2 separate regions of the Sus scrofa genome follow, and region 1 is linked to region 2. Evidence: chromatin contacts called from public HiChIP or PLAC-seq data. All regions are on one chromosome and are shown on one strand. The core of a region is the stretch at or near the end of the contact, and the rest is flanking DNA. Distances in the headings are between cores, read along the strand shown.

Evidence for each region. HiChIP or PLAC-seq counts read pairs in DNA pulled down with a chosen protein or histone mark.
Region 1: an H3K27ac HiChIP or PLAC-seq map of skeletal muscle shows a contact between it and region 2. The contact joins the enhancer-like site here to the promoter of PCDH7 in region 2. A contact is called at or near these places in 5 of 47 Hi-C or Micro-C datasets (adipocytes, embryonic fibroblasts, retroperitoneal adipose tissue and 2 more) and 1 of 2 datasets of contacts at active chromatin or transcription factors (skeletal muscle).

Annotation. Positions count from the first base shown.
Region 1 is chr8:23,535,821-23,540,046 of Sscrofa11.1, reverse strand. All of the region lies in intron 3 of PCDH7 (protocadherin 7), which reads right to left. Among named protein-coding and RNA genes, the nearest start is that of PCDH7, 78 kb to the right of the region's middle. Within about 2 kb of position 1,431, at least 12 of the 83 cell types and tissues checked have an H3K27ac peak or open chromatin away from gene starts, as enhancers often do. A contact at or near this core is called in retroperitoneal adipose tissue and skeletal muscle, where this site is marked.
Region 2 is chr8:23,457,372-23,461,434 of Sscrofa11.1, reverse strand. It overlaps PCDH7 (protocadherin 7), which reads right to left and starts at 1,960. Exons shown (of 5, transcript NM_001244484.1): 1 at 1,584-1,960; 2 at 1-1,581. The coding sequence starts at 1,960.

The DNA.
Region 1 (4,226 bases), core at 182-2,681, 79 kb before region 2:
AAAACAATGGGTGGATATTAGTACCATTCACTCAAATGAAAAAGATTTATGAAGAGGACAAACAGGTGTATGAGGAAAAAGATCCATGGTTCTACTTCTACTCTGTCATGTTTGTGATAACTAACAATTATTGAGCACTTATTCTGTGCCAAGTATACTTCTAAACACTTATACCTTTACCAATGGAAAAGCTGAATGGGGAGATGTATTAAGCATGGAGTCCAGGTGAGATGCATGGGTTGGTGATACATAAAAACAAAATCCAGGAGCACTTATGACAGACACCTAGTAGAAGCAGCATAGGAAACTAAGAAAATGTAGTCAGCGATGGAGGAGGAAAACCAAGTGAATATGGTGGTAAGTGCTCCAGGGGGAGGGAGTGAACAACCACTCCAATGCTAAGATTTAGACTAAGAGACAGAACTGACCACTGGATTCAGCCAAAGGAATTCTGGTCACCTTGACATGGCCATTATCTGTGGAGTGGAAAGGACAAAAGACTCCTAGTAGTGGATTGAGAAGACTTTTAGATGTAAGTGGGGAATGACCAGACGGACTCCATGATGAGTTTGTTGTTGTTGTTGTTGTTTTTGCTTTTAAGGCCCTGGGCTAGGGTCGAATCACAACTGCAGCTGCTGGCCTACACCACAGCAAGGCTGGATCCTTAACCAGTGGAGCAAGGCCAGGAATTCAAACCTGCATCCTCATGGATACTAGTCGGGTTCGTTACCACTGAGCCACGACGGGAACTCTACCACTTTGATAAGTTTTACTGAAGAAGATCAGAAACCTGAGGCTAAAACTGAGAGTTTTTTTTTTTTTTTTTTTTTTTGGTAGTCAGGCACTTTGTGTTTAGGTGAGGTTATATTACGATATGTTTAAATGCAAATTAGTATTAGACTTAGTAGAGAAGAAGAAATTTATCCACTAGAACATATCTTAGGCTAAAAACAAATTAAGTTGTCATGCATGGGAATTGCTTGCAATGAGTTGTTTTATTCACATAGATTTCACTACACACTAGAAAAAGCAGTAAGCATCTTCCTATCTCAGGGCAAAGAGGAAGAGGGACATTCTCTTGGACTTTCCCTCCCAGTTCTGAGACATTGTTTTGTTCTCTTCGTTCAATAAACCCTCTGTCTACAAAACCCAAACAATTAATCAAACTGTCTTTTAAATCTTGTCAACTACAAGTACTTCATCAATTCACTAGGATAATTTGGCAACTGACCTGTTTGTTTTTTGGTTTTGGTGTTTTTGTTTGTTTGGTTGGTTGGTTTTGTTTTTCTTCTATTGCTTGTCATCATCCTAGATGACTTGGATGACTCACTGAACTATTTAGCTTCAAAATTCTTTTGCCCCTATATTCAGTGACTAACACTCCCACTCAGCTTTGGCAATCCACACCCATGGATACAAAACGGGTTGTTGCTAAACAAAAAGTGTTCTACTGTCCTATCCAGAATTGTGAAATTCTCCTCTCTAATCCCCTATCCCTCTCATGCCCAGAAAAATTCTTCTTAGGCTTCGAAGGCAACTTTTCCCGTCCACTTTTTTAGCAGTGTCCAGTCCTTCCTGGTTCAACTGTCATCTCTTCCTAATTTTGATCCCCCTGATAACACACTTTCCTGGGTGCAATTGATTCTTCCATTCTTTGACCTCTCACAGCTGCCTTGCCAATCCCATTACCAAATCAATCCTACCATCTGTTTGCTCTCCTCCTCCTCCTGGGCTGCCAAGAGTTACTGAGAAAATTGAATAACCACGCTGATTGACTCTGCTACAAATTTATGATTTCCGTTGTCAGCTGAACTCTGAGCTGTTTAGCAGCCCTATTACTCATTCCTACTTGGCTGGTCTTCCCATTCCACACAGCAGCTGTTCCCACCACACCCTCCTCAGATACCCCTCTCTCACCCTCACTCCCCTCAACCTCAACATATGATTTCACCTCCTACTGCTGAGAACACTGAGGCTATCAGGCGTGAACCCACTCCGCTTCCCTCCTCTACATCTCCAAATTTATCAGTATCTTTACTCATAGGGACTTCACTTTGCATCTGAGAAAAATCTTCATTCTCTTGTTCATCTGACCTTTTGATTCCACTCCTTTCTGCCTCTGACAAGATCTTGTTTCATCAATGTGTCTTCTCTTTTCTGTTCAACCTCTCACCTTTTCTCAATACAAACCAACCTGAATTTCCCTATTTTGTAAAAAAAAAAAAAAAAAAAAAAAAAAAAACCTTCCTCTCTTCCACTATCAAATTGCTGTTTCCTCTTCTTTCTTAAAAAAAATCTTGGTAAAGTACCTTGTATTCAATGGCTCTGCTTATTTAAAACTGGCTCCAGAAAACCTGATGTAATCTTACCTGGTCACCATGCTGATGAAACCACTAGAAATGCTACATAAAAGAGTCATCTCAGTCTTCAATTTTCTTGATCTGAATGCTGGGAGTTTGGCTTTAATATGGATTCATTCACTTACTAAATGTTTAAATTTGGGCAAGGCATTTAACTTCCCTAAGATTTAGTTCCCTCATATTTAAACTGGGATGTATGGGTTACTTCTAAAAATATTCCAAGTTCCTCAGAGCAAATTACTTTCACTCACTGAATTTAATCTGGTAACGCTGTTATGCAAAGTATGTTGCTCTTCTTGTCAACCAAAAAGTTGACAAGTTACCCCAAAAGGGGATTTCAGCATTTCCTCCCTAGGGTCTGAATAGTGAGCTTGAAAAAGACAGTTTACCGATCCCCGTTAACCTGGGAATTTACTTCTACCCTCTGGATGTTTCTCTTTTCTGAACATGTTTATCCTCTACTAGAACTTTGTGAGCCCCACTGGTGGTTCCCAAAGCCATTGTCATTTAAAACATTAAGTTATAAACTTTATTTCTATTGCTTGAAAACAAATTTTACTAGTAGTAGTAAATGATCTCATCCGTGTAACATTTTTAGTACAAAATCCAGTGCCTAGTAAGGGTTAAGTCAATGTCTGCTATTATTACCACTTTTGATGTTGTTACTATTAGTATGTCTATGAGCAGAAACACTTTCTGTTTTTTTCCAGCTTTGCATCACACGGCTTTCTTCAGATTATACATTTACTTCTTTGGTGCTTCTTTTATGGCATCTTCTCCATGTCCCAACAAGACTGGTCCTTTGCTACCTTCTGTTTTTACACCCTCTATCTATTTTCCAGGGAGTTCACATACTTGCTTGAAGTCACCTATCGCTAAATGTAGGTGAACTGTTTAATTCTTTCTTTTCCTAAACTTAATCTCCTACATTTCAAATCTCACTTTCTTATTAAAATGCTCAAAACTAAAATCTAAAACAAAAGTCTTATCCATTCCTGATTTATCTCTCCTCTTCTCCCCAACCTCCAATTATCTGCCAAATATCTCACATCCACCTGTCTATATGCTGCTTGATTGATCTCCAAAGTCATGGCATCAGAATCACATCATCATACTTTATGAGATTATATGAGTTCCCTGACAACTATCCCTTCTTTCGGTAGTTTTTCTATAAAATGCCTTCCACTTTTCCCACAGAGTCATCATTCTAAAACACTTATTTTGTCACACTCTTGCTTAAAGCTTTCAGTGACTTCCCAATGCTTACAGGATAAACCCAAATTTCTAGGCATAAAATTCAAGGCTTGTCTTGAGTTGAATATTTAATCTTTCCAGTTCATATCTAGTCCCTCTTCCCATGTTCCCTATGCTCTAAGCACACTGGATTATGTACCTTTTGCCAAATAAATGATGAACTTTGATGCTTTTATCATTTTGCTCATGATTTCTTCTCCATTTGAAATGCCTTTCTTTCTTCCCTCCTTAGTGTAATTAAATTTAACTTATTATCAGGTTCATTGCAAAAGCTTCTTGTATTGTTAAACCTTTCCCAAACATCTTCACTCTTCTTCTTTATCTCTGTTGTCCTATGGCACTTCTAATATCTGACACCCTTGGTAACAAGTTCCTTGACAGCACAGATAGTATGCTTCCCATATTTATATTTCTAGCCTCAAGCACAGGAATTAGGCTAAAGCAGGTATTCAGTAGTTATTGTTGAGTAATTGTTTCCCTCTGCTGATCTTCAGAATAGAAAAATACATTCTGAAATATATGCACACATATATGCATATATGTAGAAATAATATGTGGATGTATATTTGAATATGTGAAACATAGATGTGGAGAAAATATACAATTAAATAT
Region 2 (4,063 bases), core at 711-3,210:
TGCAAGTTTTCTTTCACGTAAAAGGTAAAGATGTCCTGCATAAACTTAGGATCGTTGTCATTCTTGTCAGCCACCTGCACAATCACTGTGGTGCTGCCCTGTAGCACTGGGATGCCTTTGTCTTTGGCGTTAACTTTAAACTCATACCTGTCAGTCTGCTCGCGGTCCAGCACGGTATTGACGAGGATGTCCCCTGAATCGGGATCGATGGCGAAGATCCCCATCACAGAAGAGTCCAGCGAGTAGGCGATTTCAGCGTTTTTCCCGCTGTCTGCGTCTGTCGCCAGCACGGTGGCTACCCTCTCTCCAGGGATGTTGTTCTCAGGAAAGTAAACCTCCACTACCGACTGCCCAAAGACGGGCGGGTTGTCATTGGTGTCCCCCACCTTGACAATCAGGGAGTTGTTGCTGGAGAGGCTGGGGCTGCCTGAGTCCACCGCCACTATGACTACGTTGTACTCCCGGGTGGTCTCATAGTCCAAAGGGGCCGAGGTGTGCAGGAAGTACTTTTTCTTGTTCTGGTCGCCCTCTGTGTCACTGGCTGGCTTGAGCTGGAAGGGCACGTCGCCCACTACAGTGCAGGTGACCACTCCGTTCTCGCCTTGGTCTCGGTCGGACACCTGCACCAGGGCAATGGGAGTGTCGACTAGAACGTCCTCTGCCACATTGGCCACCCCGTCCTTGAGTGGGATACGACCGATCTTGCGGATTTCAATGGACGGCACATTGTCGTTCTCGTCCTTGATATTAAGGACCACCGTGGCCTTGTCGGTCTTGGGGGGCTGCCCACGATCGCGGGCCATGACGGTGAAGCGCAGCTGGTTCACCTCCTCGCGGTCGATACGGTGCAGGACACTGAGCCAGCCGGACGTCTCGTCGAGGCGCAGTAACCGCCGCACAGACTCGGTAGCCGCCCCGAAAACGTACTCTATCTGCCCGTTGACCCCCACGTCCAAGTCGGCGGCACGCAGCTGCAGGATGGGGGTCCCCGGGGCGCTGTTCTCTGCCAGGTCAGCCTCATACACGCTCTTCTCAAAGCGGGGGCTGTTGTCGTTCACGTCGGTGATAAGCACCCGCAGGATGGCCTGAGAGGATCGAGGCGGGTCGCCGCCGTCGCGCACCCGCAGGGTCAACTCATAGGAGTCGCGCTGTTCGCGGTCCAGCGCCCCCTTCACAATTAGCTGCGGCTGCTTTTCGCCATCCGGGGTGTCGGCCACCTGCAGTTCGAACACACTGCTGCGGCCGCCCGGGTTGGTCCCGCCGCCGCCTTCTGGCGCGTCCAGCCGCCTCTTGGAGCCTCCAGGGCCGCCACCGCTCGCGCCGTTCCCGCCGCCCCCGGGGTAGGGGGCGCTGTCGGCAGGCCCGGCGCGCCGGCCTTCGCCGCCGCCGCCACCGCCGCCCCCGGGCTCCTGGAGCAGCTCGTAGCGCTCGATGCCGTTTCGGCCGAAGTCACGGTCGGTGGCGGTGGGCAGCAGGTAGAGAGTGCCCACCGGCCGGTTCTCCTCCACCGTGAGCGTGAGCACGGGAGACGGGAAGGTGGGCGTGTTGTCGTTGATGTCGAGCACGATGACCCGACCTTCGAAAGGTCCACCCAGCTCTGCGAGGGCCCGATCACCGACACCTCGAAGTCCAGAAAGCACTCGTTTTCGTCGAAGATCATCTGACACTGGGGCAGCTTCTCGCGGTCAATGCGTCGCTCGCTTGTACTAAGCTCGCCGGTGAGGTTGTCGATCTTCAGGTACTCCGAGCCCGACTCGAGGCTGAAAGTCACCTCACCGGAGCCGGTCACGATGCCCAAGTCTGAGGCGACGTTGCCGATGCGGACGTCTGCTGGGCCCTCCTCGGCCAGTCGGTACCGGAGGAGTTGCTTGGCGGCCGCCAGGCTGAGCGAGAGCGGCAAAAGGAGACAGCAGCCCAGGCACCAGGCGCGCGCCCATCCCATGGTCCGCATCCTCAGCATCTTCTCCTGCTGCTGCTGCTACTGCTCCTTCTAATCACGGCCCCCTCGGCGCCCCCCTTCTCCGAGGCCAGTCGCCTGCCCTCCTCCCAGTCCTCTCCCCTCTCCGAGAAGGGAAGAAGCGAGAGGGAGAGGTGGGAGGGGGCAAGAGCAGCGTCCAAAGTCGGCCAGGGGAGACCAGCGTTAGATTCTTCTTTTTTTCCCTCCTGCTTCTTCCGAAAGTTATTGTTTCATAATTCATGCAATGGGTGCTAATCGCCCGCTCGCCAGCCGCCGTTCAGTTGCAGTACTCACAGTTCACGGGACACTGCGCGCCGCGAGCTCGGCGCCCCCCCAGAGTCATCCCCGCAACGGGCAGAGGATCCCGGACTCCCGTCCCTGCTGTGTCGGATGGGGCCGGAACCGCTCCGGCACGCGGGCAGTGGAGCCGGGAAGCGGCGGGGAGCGAGTCTGCAGCCTCCCCCGCCTGCCAACCCCGCTCGTCTTTGCTGCTGCTACTCGAGTTGACTCCAATTCACGTTCCAGCCACTCACTCCAGACCAAGCTTCTGCTCCGGCTGCCCAGGCAAACGTGAGTCGCTTCCTGCACGAGGTGCTAGGGCCAGCAACAAGCCAGTCTCAACTCCGACTCCGCTCAGGCAGCGGGAGAGCCAGTCAACAGATCGAGAATGAAAAATCCCGGCAGGTCGCTTCGGGCACGGTGCAGTGGAGACCACTCGCGTCACACAGCGGTCCGCGTCCGGGTTCCCCCCGCGCGCGAAAGAGCAGTCCAAGCCATCTTCAGAGACGCCCAGAGAGTCAGTCCCTTTTCACCCACGAGAGCTCGGGTTTCTTTTTTTTTCTTAACTACTCTGCGCAAGGTCATTAGTCACGAAGCCGCCGCCTGAAACCGCAGCAGCCTTTCGCCCGCGGGGTTGAAGGCTGAGCCGTGCGCACCGTGCGGTGCCCAAGTTTGGGTTCGCAGCCGCAGAGTCCGTGCCTTTCCTCACCTGCATTCGGCCCGCATGTCAGAGCACTGGGATCTGCAGCGCTGTGCGCGATTCAGGGAGGAGATTGCAGCCTCTCTCTCTCCGCGCTCTCTCTCGATCCCTCCCCTCCCTCCCTCTCCTCTCTCCTCCTCCTCTCTCCTCCCTCCTCTCCTTTCCCCTTTCCCCTTCTCCCACTCCTCTCTCCTGCACGCTCTCTCTTCGTCCTCCCAGTCCCAACGCTAGCAACTCGAGCTGAACTTGATCCCTTTGCAGTTCAAAGGTGAGCAAACCAGGCTCGGTGCGCAGGCGACTTTCGCCTGGTGGAAGCCCCCGGCCGGGCTCCCCCAACGGCAATTAACAAAGATGCCCAATTCTGTCCGGATTTCCGAAGAAAAGCAAAAGGCATGGGGGCGGGGGGGGGGAGTCAGAGACAGCTGCCAAGTAGCTTAAAAAAAAAAAAAATCCAGTTTGCCAAGGGGAGAAAAAGTGCCAGTCGGTTGTTGCCTCGGAAGTGCCCTGGCACGGCTGGTGAATTCCGCAGTTGTCTCGTCCCCTTTCGTGTCTGGGAGAGTCTGGTGCGGGCGCTCCAGCCGTCTCTTTGACTGCCGCGACTCAAAGGCGCTGAATGGCAAGCGGGAACCTCCCGCTCGCGAGCCGCCAGCCGGAAACCCGCAAGTTTGCCCAAAGTGATGGTTGCTGCTGGGAGCTCACTGCCTCGCTCTCGGCTCAAGCTAGTCCCTGACGCTGCTGTAGCGGCGGCGGCGGCGGCGGTAGCAGCGGAGCCTCGGAAACTACACACTCGCAGAGAAGGAGGGAGGAGTGCCGTGGCGGGGGCGGGAGACGGGAGCGAGCTAGCCGCCCGGCTTCGGAAAGCCCAGCTTCTGCTTCAGCTCCGGGGGCCACTCCAAGTGTGCACAATCCCAACAAGCCCCCCCTTAAGCTAAAGATTGCCCTATTCTTCCCCAGCGAGTGCAGCCGCTGCCCCCCGGGGGCGGGGGTTGGGTACTAGTTTTTTCTCCCTGGGGCTGGTAAATTTCCTCTTTGCTCTTACTAATGCCAAGTGCGCGTGTGAGCGCGCTGGAGCTGGTTTGAGGAAACGTTTTGCCTTTTCCTCTTCTCAGGCGATATTCCCCACCCCC